Linked DNA regions of Hordeum vulgare: region 1 is linked to region 2. A link is a contact called in public Hi-C data. All regions are on one chromosome and are shown on one strand. The core of a region is the stretch at or near the end of the contact, and the rest is flanking DNA. Distances in the headings are between cores, read along the strand shown. Region 1 holds the start of LOC123444084 (trihelix transcription factor ASIL2-like). Region 2 holds the start of LOC123444080.

The links. Hi-C and Micro-C count contacts between places; a contact is called where the count stands out from the background.
Region 1: a contact with region 2 is called in a Hi-C map of leaf, with 4 times the contacts expected there. The contact joins the promoter of LOC123444084 here to the promoter of LOC123444080 in region 2. A contact is called at or near these places in 4 of 6 Hi-C or Micro-C datasets (leaf and seedling) and 1 of 1 datasets of contacts at active chromatin or transcription factors (embryo).

Annotation. Positions count from the first base shown.
Region 1 is chr3H:425,614,833-425,617,532 of MorexV3_pseudomolecules_assembly, reverse strand. LOC123444084 (trihelix transcription factor ASIL2-like) reads right to left here and starts at 1,333. Exons shown (of 2, transcript XM_045120696.1): 1 at 147-1,333. The coding sequence starts at 1,098. The coding sequence ends at 148.
Region 2 is chr3H:425,225,175-425,227,874 of MorexV3_pseudomolecules_assembly, reverse strand. LOC123444080 reads left to right here and starts at 1,346. Exons shown (of 9, transcript XM_045120692.1): 1 at 1,346-1,712; 2 at 1,900-2,538; 3 at 2,698-2,700. The coding sequence starts at 1,584.

The DNA of each region.
Region 1 (2,700 bases), core at 84-2,583, 390 kb before region 2:
TATCAGAACATCTGCATTGGTTCCACATAGTAATAAGACAATAACAATATAACATACAAAAACACATCATCAATCCCCTAGACAAATCTATCATTGTAACCTAAAATTTGACTTTAAGAGGCCAAATTCCTTACCTAAGGTCTTACATCAGAGGTAAGCAGGGTTGCTGAGGAACGGCAGTGCAGCGAGAGACATAAGCATCTCCGAGGTACCATTCTTGGCGTGCTTTACCCTCGAAAGTTGAAGCTGCATGTCCACGAAAGCCTGCATCCGCTTGAGCTCCAGATCCTTGAGGAACTTGATCCGCTGCTTCTCCATCTCCTCGGCATGTCTCTGCTTGGCAGCCTCCATGCGCTCATACATATCAGCGAATGTCTCCATTGCCATCGCTAGCTCCCCAAAACCTCCAGCCCCGCCCCTCTTCCTTTTGTTGCTGCCGCCACCTCCAAGAGCAGGAGGACCGTTACCACCAGAGTGAGACGACACTGAGCGCGAGGCCGATTGCTGCGAGCCCTCGTCGTCGTCATAGTTAATGTTGTTGTTGTAGCCATCTTCCGAGTCGGAATCCGCGGCGGCCGCAGCGGCGGCGGCCTTATGGAAGAGGTCAGCGGCCGGGAGGTTGGACCCGCGGCGGTAGTTGGGCAAGGGGAGCGCCATCGGCGGTGCTGGCGAGGGCGGCGACGGGGAGCGAGAGGGCGACATGCGCCTCCTCAGCATGGGAAGCGCGCGGGGCGGGGAGGGCTTCTTGGCGGCGGCGGCGGCGGAGAGGGTCGGGCCGACGAGGACGTCGAGCTGGCGGAAGAAGGGCCAGGGCGATGGCCCGCCCCGCGCCCGCTCGGCCTTGTACTTCTTCTTGAGGGTATCGACACGGTTCTTGCACTGGATGTCGGTGCGCGGGGGCCGGCGGCGCGCGGAGGCCCCCGGGCGCGTGTTGACGGCGTCGGCGACCTCCCGCCACTGCGGCTGGCGAAGGCTGCCGCGGTTGAGGTCGATGTACCGCGACCCCCAGGCGTCGACGAGGGCGGCCGTCTCGCCCTCGCTCCAGCAGTCCTCCCGGTACGGGAGGTTGGGGTTGGGCGGCGGCAGCTTCCCGTCCATGGCTCCCGCCCAGATCTCTCTCTCTCAGGAAACCCTAGAAGTCTGGACAAATTTCCCCTTACGGTGGCTGGAGATGGATGGATGCGAGTCGGGGGCCGCTGGCGACGAGGGGGGAGGGGAATAAAAGAGGGGAGCGGAGGGGCGGCGAGGTGGGGAGCGGCGGCCCGTGGGCCGTGACCGTGAGGGAGGCGGACGCGGTGGGCACGTGGATGGGAGGGGAGCGGGCGGAGGCATTGGGGAACGGCCGCCGTTGGATGGGTGGGGGCGGGTTTGACTGACCGGCCGTCGGGGGTGGAGCCGAATTAAAATCGGAACGGAAGGCACGGTTGGCCGGCGCAGCACGTCGCGGTGCGGGACGCAGGACGCGGATGCCGTGCCCAAGGGGGGCTCCATACGTACGGGACGCCTCGGCTGGCCGACGTTCGGTCGGCGTGCGCTGCGTCTCTTTGGTTTTCGGGCGCCGAAAAGGAGAGAGAAACAGTCCGAGCGAGCGAGCGACGGAGGCGGGGTGGCGACGGGGTTCGAAGACTTCGGGGATGGATGGTCATCGATGGATGCGTCGAGGTGGGACCGCCGTGTTTTGGGTGGAACGATTTCGTTTTTGTTGTAAAACTAGTTTTAAGGTCCTGTTTGAAACCACTCAGATTATATAATCCAGTTTTTTATAATCTATTATGTCTTTAATTCAAAAGGTTGAACTAGCAAAAGGGCCCGTGCGTTGTAACAGGAGAAAAAATACCACATGTTTTTAATCTTTTTATAATCATTTTGATTTATTAAAATAATAAGCTAACTAACTAATGTAGTCAGTTCTATCCTATTTTGTTGAGAAATCAACCCGTCCATTGTTAATTCCACCATGATGAGAAATTGAACGGAACAATCAAAGCAAAACAAAGAGTCTACGTGAATTGATCAATGGACTGTTATCTTATTTCACTCATGGGGTAGAGAATATGGGATCAGATGATAAACTGAAGATGGTGTTCCATTCTCTCTCTCTATAACAATGCAATCTTACATTCAATACATTCATTCATCAGCAAACAAATTCCCATAAAACAAAATCTCTTGCCGGTGCTTGGCACACGGTTGGAGGCATGGGGAGGGAATCTCACCACATGATGAGTTCCTGCCGGAGGAGAGGATACAATGAGGGGAGCAAGGGTTAGGCGCCTCTATCTGGTCATAAGGAGTCGCCGTTGCCGCGCCATAACCTCGGAGTTCCCCGTGTGAGCCATGGAGGCCTGCCTCCACCTGCAAGTACTTCGCTCTGCTGCGCCTTATCCGCGCACCGCCGCCGTTCTGCATTGAGCAGACGCATCATCCCAAGTTGTTGTAGTTGTCGCGTTGATTTGATCCAGAAGATGTGCTCGAGCACCGAAATGGGGGCAGCAAGCGGGCAGAGGTACGACCGCGAAGGCGGGTGGTTGAGATCGACAGCAGTGGTGATATCTCAACCATTATAACGGCTTGTTCATTACTCCGAATGTCATTCGGAAATAACTAACTTCGCACACCAAATATTCTAACGCTGGTATACCACTTTGTTTCATCGCAAAAAAAGGTATACCACTTTGTTTCGCATTGCTCACATTCTTT
Region 2 (2,700 bases), core at 97-2,596:
CAATAATATGTTTTCTTTTATTTTTTACACCTTCCCAAAATGCCCCTGCATTTTGTTTTTCATCCCTTGTTTTTCTAAAGAAGGTAAAGGGCATTTTGACCTTTCGAGAAAGCGAGCCCAATGCCACCAACCCACCTAACCCTCTCCTATCCTTCTCTCACCGTCGAGCCTGCATACCCTACCAGTCACTCGCACCACATGTGCTGCGTGGCCCCACCTGTTTGTGAGTGCGGGTGTCGCTCACACCCACTTTCTTCTTCCTCTCATCGTAAATTAGGGAGCGCGGGGACCGCAAACACCCGACGTCGTGCTCGCCCATGCTGCCACCCTGACATCTTTATCTTGATCCAGCCCTTGCGAGCCACTCATTCCCCGCTCCCCTCTTTCCCCTGGGCCAAGAAAGAAGACCCGAGAAGCCCCATCCACCTACCCCAACGGAGCCCGAGAGCGCGTCCATGGCATCGCCGTGAATAACATCGTCTCCGAGCTCCACAAACGTGTCCAAAAGTGCCGTCGTGTCCGACTACGTCCCCGACGTCAACTACATCGAGCCAGGACGCCTAGACCACACCACCTTCCTCCTCTTCGGCCCCACGACGTTTCCTTCGACTCCGGCCACGTCTCGGTAAGCGGAGCACACTGTCGTGCCCCAAGTAATCATCCGCTTCTTCCCAGTCCCCACACCTTTTTCCCATCGACCAAAATGAAAAGAGTTTTGAATAGGCTCATTTTGTGCTAAACTTTCAAAAAGAGTTAAAATATGTCATTTTGGCCTTAATAGTGTACTGATTAGATGATGATATGTGCTTACTACTCCATCCGTTTCAAAATATAAGACCTTTTAGAGATTTTACTAGGAGACTACATACAGAGCAAAATGAATGAATCTATATTTTAAAATATGTTTATATACATTTGAATGTACTCCCTCCGTTCCTAAATACAAGGTGTATTAGTTTAAAAAAAAGTCAAACCTTGTCTATGTTTGACCAACTTTATAGCAAAATATATAACAATTTCCAATGCTAGATATATAGAATATGAAAATATATTTCATAATGAATCTAGTGATAATTATTTGGTATTCTACCTTGATATTTTTGTCTATAAACCTGGTTAAAGTTAGAGAAGTTTGACTTTAAAAATAATAATACACCTTATATTTAGAAACGAAGGGAGTAGTTTATAATATAATTTTTAAAATGTCTTATATTTAAAAAGAGGCGGAGGTAAAAGAAATGTCCCCCTCCCCCCTCTTTCTCTCCATCTCTGTCCTGTAGATCGGTCAAAAGTGAGCGCAGGCAGTATTTTTCATGTGGACAGGTCACAAGCGGAGGGGCAAAGTGCAAAAGCTTTCTATTTCCGGACAGACACCCCTTCTTCGTCGCCCACCGAGCACCCGCCTCGTCTCCCTGGAAACCAAAATCAAGAAGAGGAAGCCAGGAGCCCAAGAAGGCAAGAACCACACACCCTCCCTGACGCCTCCGCTTCCGCCTCCTTCCCACGGGCGCACCTGAGCTCTAGCCCTAGCATTTCCGCCTCCCCCCCTCTCCCCCTTGTTTCTCTTTCTGCAGGTATGTAGTATGCCCGAACCTGAAATTCTTCCCTCCCTTCTATTTTTCTTCTATTTTTTTTTCCAGATTGTTCGTGCGTCTTGTGCGCGGTTTCTTGGCCCGGTCAATCTTTCTTCCCGGTCATTCAACGGCGATTTAGTAAGAACCACGAATCAACAACTTTCTGTTGAGCGCTGATATCACTTGAATAGGGAATTTCTGTCGCCCGCTAGCAGTTTTCTTGAGCTTCTTCGTGCCAATCGCAGAAAGGGGGCGAAAGCTTATCCTTTTTATTTGCAAAAGTAAAGAGAAGTTGCAAGATACTGTATTGACCCCATTTTTGCAGGAAATGGAGGTGGTGGATTTGGTATCATCCGACTCCGAGGGCGAGGCGTGCGCGCACTCGCCTGATCGGAAGCGCCCTGCCCGGGAGCCGGCGGATCCATCCCGCGGCCCCGGGAGTCTTCCTGTGCAGACAAGCAGAATGGCCTGGCCGCCGCAGCACCCATGTCAGGCGGTGAGGAAAGATAAGGAGAAGGCGGGCGAGGGGGAGAGCGCGTGGGCAGCAGGGCCTCCTTCGCTCAGGGGAGGATCGCATGGTTCTGGTGCTGGTATCTTGGGAGCTCGGCCTGTGGGGTGGGATTCATGGAGTGCAGCGGCACACAAATCTAGAGATGAAAGAGACGAAACGGCCGGGCGTTGTTGGGGACCTTGGGGTGATGAGATTTGCAGATCAGTGTCTATGCCCAAAGAAGAACCAGACAACAGGGATGGTGCTGCGATGCCTGGACAAAGCTCTATGGCCATTCCTGAGCTGCTCATGGAAGACAGTAGCGCATGGCTGTCGAGGATCAAGGGGCTCCATTTCCCACTTCCTGACGCCAGCCAGTTGAAGGCCAGGCAAATTGAGTCGGATGAGATGCTCGCTCTTAAGCTTCAAGAGCAGTTAAACCAGGAACACCCAGGCTCGCAATCTTCCCAGCAGGTTGTTTCTGTTGGTTACTTCTCAATCTTGCTGTGCCCTTTTCAATGAAAACTCCATTTCTTACTTGTTTTCTTCTACCAGTCGCTTCTTGGCCTTTTCTGATAATTCACCACTGATGCAAGTTTACTAAACGGCCGACCAATTGCTGACATCTTGCAGGTT